2 separate regions of the Ovis aries genome follow, and region 1 is linked to region 2. Evidence: chromatin contacts called from public Hi-C data. All regions are on one chromosome and are shown on one strand. Each heading gives the region's core, a stretch centred on a gene start, on an enhancer-like site or on the middle of the called end of the contact. The rest is flanking DNA. Distances are from core to core; before and after follow the strand shown. Region 1 holds the start of UFSP1 (UFM1 specific peptidase 1 (inactive)). Region 2 holds the start of VGF (VGF nerve growth factor inducible).

What was found. Hi-C and Micro-C count contacts between places; a contact is called where the count stands out from the background.
Region 1: a Hi-C map of liver shows a contact between it and region 2, with 2.4 times the contacts expected there. The contact joins the promoter of UFSP1 here to the promoter of VGF in region 2. A contact is called at or near these places in 2 of 16 Hi-C or Micro-C datasets (liver and tail adipose tissue).

The regions. Positions count from the first base shown.
Region 1 is chr24:36,200,079-36,203,339 of ARS-UI_Ramb_v3.0, reverse strand. UFSP1 (UFM1 specific peptidase 1 (inactive)) reads right to left here and starts at 1,654. Exons shown (of 1, transcript XM_004021001.4): 1 at 643-1,654. The coding sequence starts at 1,242. The coding sequence ends at 793. ACHE (acetylcholinesterase (Cartwright blood group)) reads right to left here. Exons shown (of 5, transcript XM_060405641.1): 4 at 3,111-3,261; 5 at 1,852-2,988. The coding sequence ends at 2,861. It overlaps SRRT (serrate, RNA effector molecule), which reads left to right. Exons shown (of 20, transcript XM_027961907.2): 20 at 98-305. The coding sequence ends at 173.
Region 2 is chr24:35,996,641-35,999,980 of ARS-UI_Ramb_v3.0, reverse strand. VGF (VGF nerve growth factor inducible) reads right to left here and starts at 1,711. Exons shown (of 2, transcript XM_012104845.4): 1 at 1,516-1,711; 2 at 1-993. The coding sequence starts at 973.

The DNA.
Region 1 (3,261 bases), core at 405-2,904, 200 kb before region 2:
GAATGGGCTAAGATGGTTACGTTTTCTTGGTCCTCTGCAAACTCCCTTTCAGAGACCCTCAACTCTAACCCCATCTGAACTCTTTCTGACCGCACAGGATGGTCCGTGGAGATCCACGGGCCATTGTGGAATACCGCGACCTGGATGCTCCAGATGATGTGGACTTCTTTTGACTCCCCTACTTTTCCTCACTCCTGACATCATCTGTACTTGTGACTGCCTTGTCTTATCTAGCTCTGAGAAGTTTTTGTACGTTCAGCCCTACTGCCAGTAAAAGCACTTGCGTGGTGACTCTTGGCTTAGTATATATGAAGTGTTCATTGCTCAGTTGTGTCTGATTCTTTGTGACCCCATGGACTGTAGCCCACCAGGCTCCTCTGTCCACCAGGCTCCTCTGTCCACAGAGTTCTCCAGGCAAGAATAATGGAGTGGCTTGCCATGTTTTTCTCCAGGGGACTTTCCTGACCTGGGGATCAAACCTGGGTCTCTTGCATTGCAGGCAGAATATATACATGTGTGTGTGTATATATCTATTATCTATCTATCTATCTATCTATCTATCTATCTATCTATCTATATATAGAGAGAGAGAGTACAATATAGACCTCCCTGAATTCTCCCCCCCAATTGCTGGGGCCATGGTTAGCTGGGTCTTCCCACTTTATTGACAGCAAAGGTCCCAGGCTTTGCTGGAACTTCCTGGGGGTCTGACATTAGGCAGCCTCTGCCTTTGAGATGAGGGTGGATGAATGTGTACAGGGCTAGAGGCAGCTCAGTGCTGGGAACTTAGCCTCAGTCCAGGGCACAGGTCTGCTCTTCGGAGTTACAGCTGGTCATGCACAGGTTGTAGAAGGAGTGGGGGTCAAAGGCTGTGCTTACCTCTTGCCAGCCCACCCAACCAGCAGCCTGTAGTTCGCTGGGGTTCTTCGGAGCACCCCAACAGTGAGGGTCCAACACCAGGACGTAGGCTTCGGTGCCTGGGCCCAGGCATACTCCCAGCAAGGCCTTGGACTGGGCATCTGCATCCCCGCCAACCATTACAGGCCCCCCGCCCCCAGCGAAGTGGGAGTACAGCCTCTCCAGTTCCTCCTGAAGCCCTGCTCCACGGGTAACATGACGCAGCCGCCCTTGGGGCCCCCCGAAGTGGTCCAGGCAGAGGCTGGCTTCTACACAGCCGATCCAGCTCTGAGAGCCCCGGAACCCGGGGGGCTTGTCGCCCATGTCCTCCAGGGCTGCCTGCATTGCACCCAGTTCGGGTACGCCCGCGGGCCGGCCCTCCGGCCATGAGAACAGCGTCTGCAGAGTGCGGTAGCCGCATCCCCAGCCGCGGTCGTCCACTCCGTCGCAGCCGTAGTGGTAGTAGAGGTAGTGGCCCGAGACGACGGCCAGGCGGGTGGGGCCGCGGCCGGGCAGGGCCAGGCCCAGGTGGACGTCTTTCAGCAGCTCCAGGGCGGTGGGCGGGAGCGGCGGTTTTCGGGCCAGGCAGGTGCGTCCTCCAGGCAGCGCGGCGCGAACTCCAGGTTCCAGCTCTCCTCCGCCCCGAGTCTAGGGCTGATCGCAGGCAGCACCGGCGCAAGGGCCCCGGGATCGCTCGTCCGGCCCCTGGTAGCAGCACATGGCGCGATCGCGGCGGTGAGGAACCAAGCAGGTCCTCGGGTCTCCCACAATGCACCGCCGCGCCCGCACCGCCAGCCTCACTGCGCAGGCGTGAACTCCTACTCGCGGCGGGCCCTACTGGCTGCGCCCAGCTTCCTCTCCCCGCTCCGACTTAACACCCACCCCTTTATTCACTCCGCCCCAGAGGTTGGAGCATTCTACCCGGACCCCGACTCCTCAGTCGCGCACACTCCCTTGGCTGTTAACAGTTTATTGGCAGCCCAGAGGGCGAAGGCACCGCGGGGGAGGGGGCTCGGCCCGAGGCATGCAGAGGGCCGGGAGCCCCAGGGGAAAGTCGGAGGTGGGTGGGCAGGGTCTAGGGATCCTCCGTGTAATATCCCAGCCCATAAATAAATAGTATATACAGCTGAGGGGCCAGGCAGAGCGGGCAGGGCAGGGGATGTGGGGGTCCCGCCTGGGTCACAGGTCTGCGCAGCGATCCTGCTTGCTGTAATGGTCAAACTGGTTCTTCCAGTGCACCATGTAGGAGCTCCAGCGATGGAACTCGGCCTTCCACTGGCGCTCCGCCTCGTCCAGCGTGTCTGCGGCCAGAGTGCCCGGCAAGTGGGTGGGGAGAGGACATAGGGAAGAACGGGAACGGACATGCGAGGGTTGGAGAGGGGGTAGCGTGAGTTCAGAGAGGACACGGAGAATGCAGGTGACCACGTGAAGTGGTGGAAAGAGGATCAGGAGAATATGCGAAAGACAAGACCAGAGGGCGGGCGAGGGTAGAGGCGGAGCCAGAGAAGGATGGCGGTAAGGAGGAGGGAGGGGAAGATGACCGGAAGACAGGAGGATCGAAGGGATCAGAGGAGGAGTTCCGTGGGTTGGTGGGGAAAAGAGAAGAGACAGAAATGGTTGGCGTTTATAGCTCCACTAGGGGTGCTATCTAGCCCCAGGGCCTCCCTCACCCCCCAACACCGAGCTCAGGCTCCAGAGAATAATTTTATATATTAAAAAAGAATTGGCCTTTTCATTTCCATTTAAACAATGAAGGTGTGTGGGTCCCTGAGATGGGTCGTAGGTGTACCGCCCCCCTCCCCCCACCCCTCCTCTCTCCCTTCCCTGTCTAGTTTCAGTTTCTCGGTTTGAGGAGGGAGGGGGCGCTGGGTCGGAGATCCCTGAATGAGGCCCTTCCCCACGATCCGACCACTCTTTAGAGGGGGGGGTGTGGGCCCTGAGGCCGGAGGGGGAGAGGCCGTGGTCACAGCCGCAGGAGCCGGGAGAGGAGGAGAAAGAGGAGGAGAAGGAGGGGCAGGGGGAGGCCGGGCCTGGGCCTCGGGGCTGCCTCCCCGTGGGCGGGGCCTGAGCAGGTGCAGGGGGCCTCCGAGGCTGGGGGGGAGAAGAGAGGGGTTACACCCGGCCAGCTCCCAATCCCCTCTCTCTCTTTCTCCACGCCCCTTTACGCCCCCGCCCCCGCGCCGCCCAGCCCCTGCCCGTAGGCCCCGGCGTACCGGTGGCGCTGAGTAGTTTGGGCAGGAAGCGATTCCAGAAAGCGCAGGCCTGGGCTCGCAGCCCTCGCCGCACCTCTAGCGGCCGCAGATTCAGGCTCACATACTGCTGCGCTCCCGCCGTATACGGTGGCCACTGTGGCGCTTTGGGGTC
Region 2 (3,340 bases), core at 462-2,961:
GCCGCTCTTCCTGCGCCGCCGCCTGCCGGGTGGCCTCCGCCTGCCGCCGCCCGGCTTCTACCTGCGCCAGCCCTTGCTGTAGAAGGCGCTCCCCCGCCTCAGTGCCGCCCAGGAGGGAGGTCTCCGGCCGGCGCGCCTTGGGAAAGGGAGCGGCCAGGCCTTGGTACGCCTTGGACAAGGGTGCCAATGCCTCACCTAGGTGTGTTTTGGGGGAGGACCCTCCTTCCCCGAACTGATGGGCTTCGGGAAGGGGTCCGCTCTCTGGCACACGCGCCTGGAATTGCGGGGGAGCAGGGGGCGGCAGGGGCGCGCGCTCCGGGACGCGCGCCTGGAACTCTCCCCAGGAAGCGCGCCACACGCGCTCCGGCCCGGGGCTCTCCAGGTTGACTCGGGTCAGCGTGTGCGTGCGGGTTTCCGTCTCTGCTGCTGCCGTCTCTTGCTGGCGTTTGGCGCTGCTAGGACTGAAATCTCTCAGCTCCTGAAGCAGGGAAGCTAGCGCCTCGAGCTCCTCCGAGGGATCGGCCGCTTCGGCACCATTCTCCTGAGTCTGAGGGCGAGGAGGGGCCGCGGGCGCCTGGGTCTCTGGCGCTGGGAGACTGTGGGTCTGGCTGCGCACGGTCTCGGTCAGCAGAGATTCTGCTGTTTCTTCCTCTGGCCGCTGCTGGGAGCCTCCGGGCGCCTGGGGCGAGGCCGGGCGGTCGAGTGCCTGCAGCAGCACCGCGGCCAGCGCCCGGGGATCCACGCCCTGGAAAAGCTCTCCCTCGTCCTGCGGCTCTGAATTTCGAGCGGCTCGGACCTCTGGGGCGCTAACATCCTTCGGCCCGAGCACTGCGTCCCCAGCTACCGGCTCTTTATGCTCAGAGCTGGGAGGAGGTGGCTGAGCCTCAGGGTGCCCGGGGGGCGCTGCTCCCAACCCCTTGATCAGTAGGAGCAGGCAGAAGAGGACAGTAGCCAGCAACCTGAGCGATTTCATGACCGAAGGACTGCCGGAGACTGTGGGGGGGGGGGGGGGGGGGCGGAGAAGGGACCAAAGAAAGAGAGGGTTTCTGTAAGAATTTTTCCGCTTTCTGATTTTATATCCCCTTCCCCCATATTTAATCAGGAAATCCGGGGCTTCCCTTGTCTCCCTAACCTTACCCAGAAAAGGGACGTTTAGGAGCAAAGGAGGACGATGTTGTGCCGATCTCTGGAATCGTGTAAATGGGGAAACGTCTGCAACGCTTGCTTCCCCAGTGCCTCCTCGCCCCCTTCCCTGAGCCATCTCACTGCCAGCGCCCACATACTAAGCAGCAAGGATGCAGGGGGAAAAAAATCTGCTCCCTCCCCGCAGGACTCCCCGGATGGTGCGTGGGCGACTTCAGCAGCAAGAGAAAAGCGGCGACTCCCCCATTTACAGGGACCCTTCCCGGGGGCTCCCCGCTGTGTTTTCAACACTCCCATCTGTGGGGAGAGAGAACCCTCCCCTCACGCCCAACGACTGCCGAGGGTTTGAGGGACGGACAGCAGAGTATTTACCAGCTGGTGCCACGACGCGGGAGGTGGAGAAGAGGGTCGGGGCGGGGTGGGGACAGGGGAAGATCGGGATGAGTCCGCCTCGGCTCCGAGCGGTGGCTAGGGTACGAGAGATGGTCGAGGTCTGGCGTCCAGTGCGCTGGGCTCAGCTGGGTCCGCGCGGCTCCGGGAGACTCGCTCGCTCAGGCTTCAGCACGCTGGACAGCGCCCGCGCCGCCACCGCCTTATAAAGAGGAGCCCGCTAAGTCACGTGGGAATCGCCCCGCCCCATTGACGTCAATGTTCATTCATGGGGAAGCGGGCGGGAGCCTAGAGGCGGGAGGACGCCCAACGATTGGAGGATACGTGCCTCTCCCGGCCCGCGCCTGCGCGCTGCGGGCCTCGGTTGGAGGGGCGTGCGCTAGCCTAGCACAGGGGAAATGAATGAATGAAGGAATGAATGAATGAAATGCTGAGGCGGGCGGGGTAGGGGGCTATGAATGAATGAAGGAGGGACGAGGAGAAAAGGATGAATGAATGAATGGAAGGATGAATGGAAGGGTGAATGCAGAGCCGCTGCAAGGCGGGAGGGTGGGCTACAGAGCAACCTGCAGCGGCGGGAACCCGGCGAGTGGAATAGGGTGGGGGCACTCCCAGAGTCTGACTGGGCCCCAGTAGGAGATCCATACTGGGAAGGGGGAAGATAAGACTCCAAAACTGAGGAGGGAGCCAGACTCCCCGTCTCCTGACTGCAGGGTCCATGGGAAACACGCCCAAGGACGGCGTGAACCTGAGAGGAGGGATGGTTCTGCGCGCCTGCGGGCGCTGTCCACGGATCTGCGGTGCGGGGTGCGTGCCCTGGGCTGGGGCACATGGGTGGATCTTGCGGTTTGAGTGATCTGGATGGAAAGGATCCGAGTTGGAAGAGACAGGGGAAAGACTGAGGATATGTGTGCCTCTGTGTCGTGTCTGTCCGTGGTCGGTGCGTGTCTGGAGAAAAAGGTGTGTCTGTCTTTCTGTCCAGTTGACTCTGTAGAATACATTGGCGCCCCCGCTGTGCCCTTTTTCAGACCACCTCTCCTCACCACCTTCCTGCTTCTTCCCCTCCTGCTGCTACCCCCCAAAGGACGTTTGGAGGACGAGAGCAGACCTGGTGGGGAGGGGGTTGTGCAGGTTGCGGGGGTGACTCAGTTCAATCTCTCTTCTTTGCTTAAAGGGAAGATTTGAACGCGATGCGGGTGGGGGGTGGAGGGTGGGTTCAAAAGCAACGTCAGAGATCACCCTTCTCTGCCACCAGACCCCTCGTCCGAATCTCCTGTCAGAGGGGTTGGGGCTGGGGGCTTGGATAGTTAGAGGTTCCGGGCGCGGGGGGGGGGGGGGCGGGGGGGGGAGATGACGCACAGATTGCGCAAAGAGAATCCATCAGCGAGCCGGGTCCAGTGAAGGGAGACCAGCCACAGGCGGGGGTGCGGGGTGGGGGGGGACGGAAATGAGGAGGGGGCAGGGAGAGGGGAGGGAGGCGAGGGGAGCAGCCACTGCAGGAATGAAGGGGAGGGAGGGAGCTGGAGGGGGGCTGCGGTGCAGGCAGAGAGCTGTGCGGGGGTGTGGGCAGGGAGGGCGGGGAGTGGAACGACACATGCCAGACACACAAGAACTGCGGACACAGGGCTGCCCGTGGGCACATACAGGGCACCCTCGCCCTAAGACTCTGGAAACCAGGATTGGGGCTGCCTGCCAGGAGCTCAGAGACTCAGAGCCAGTCCTCACCCCCTTCCTCATCTTCCTAGTATTGACCCTCATCCTCTCCTCTCTCTCTCTCTCTCTCTCTCTCTCTCTCTCTCACACACAC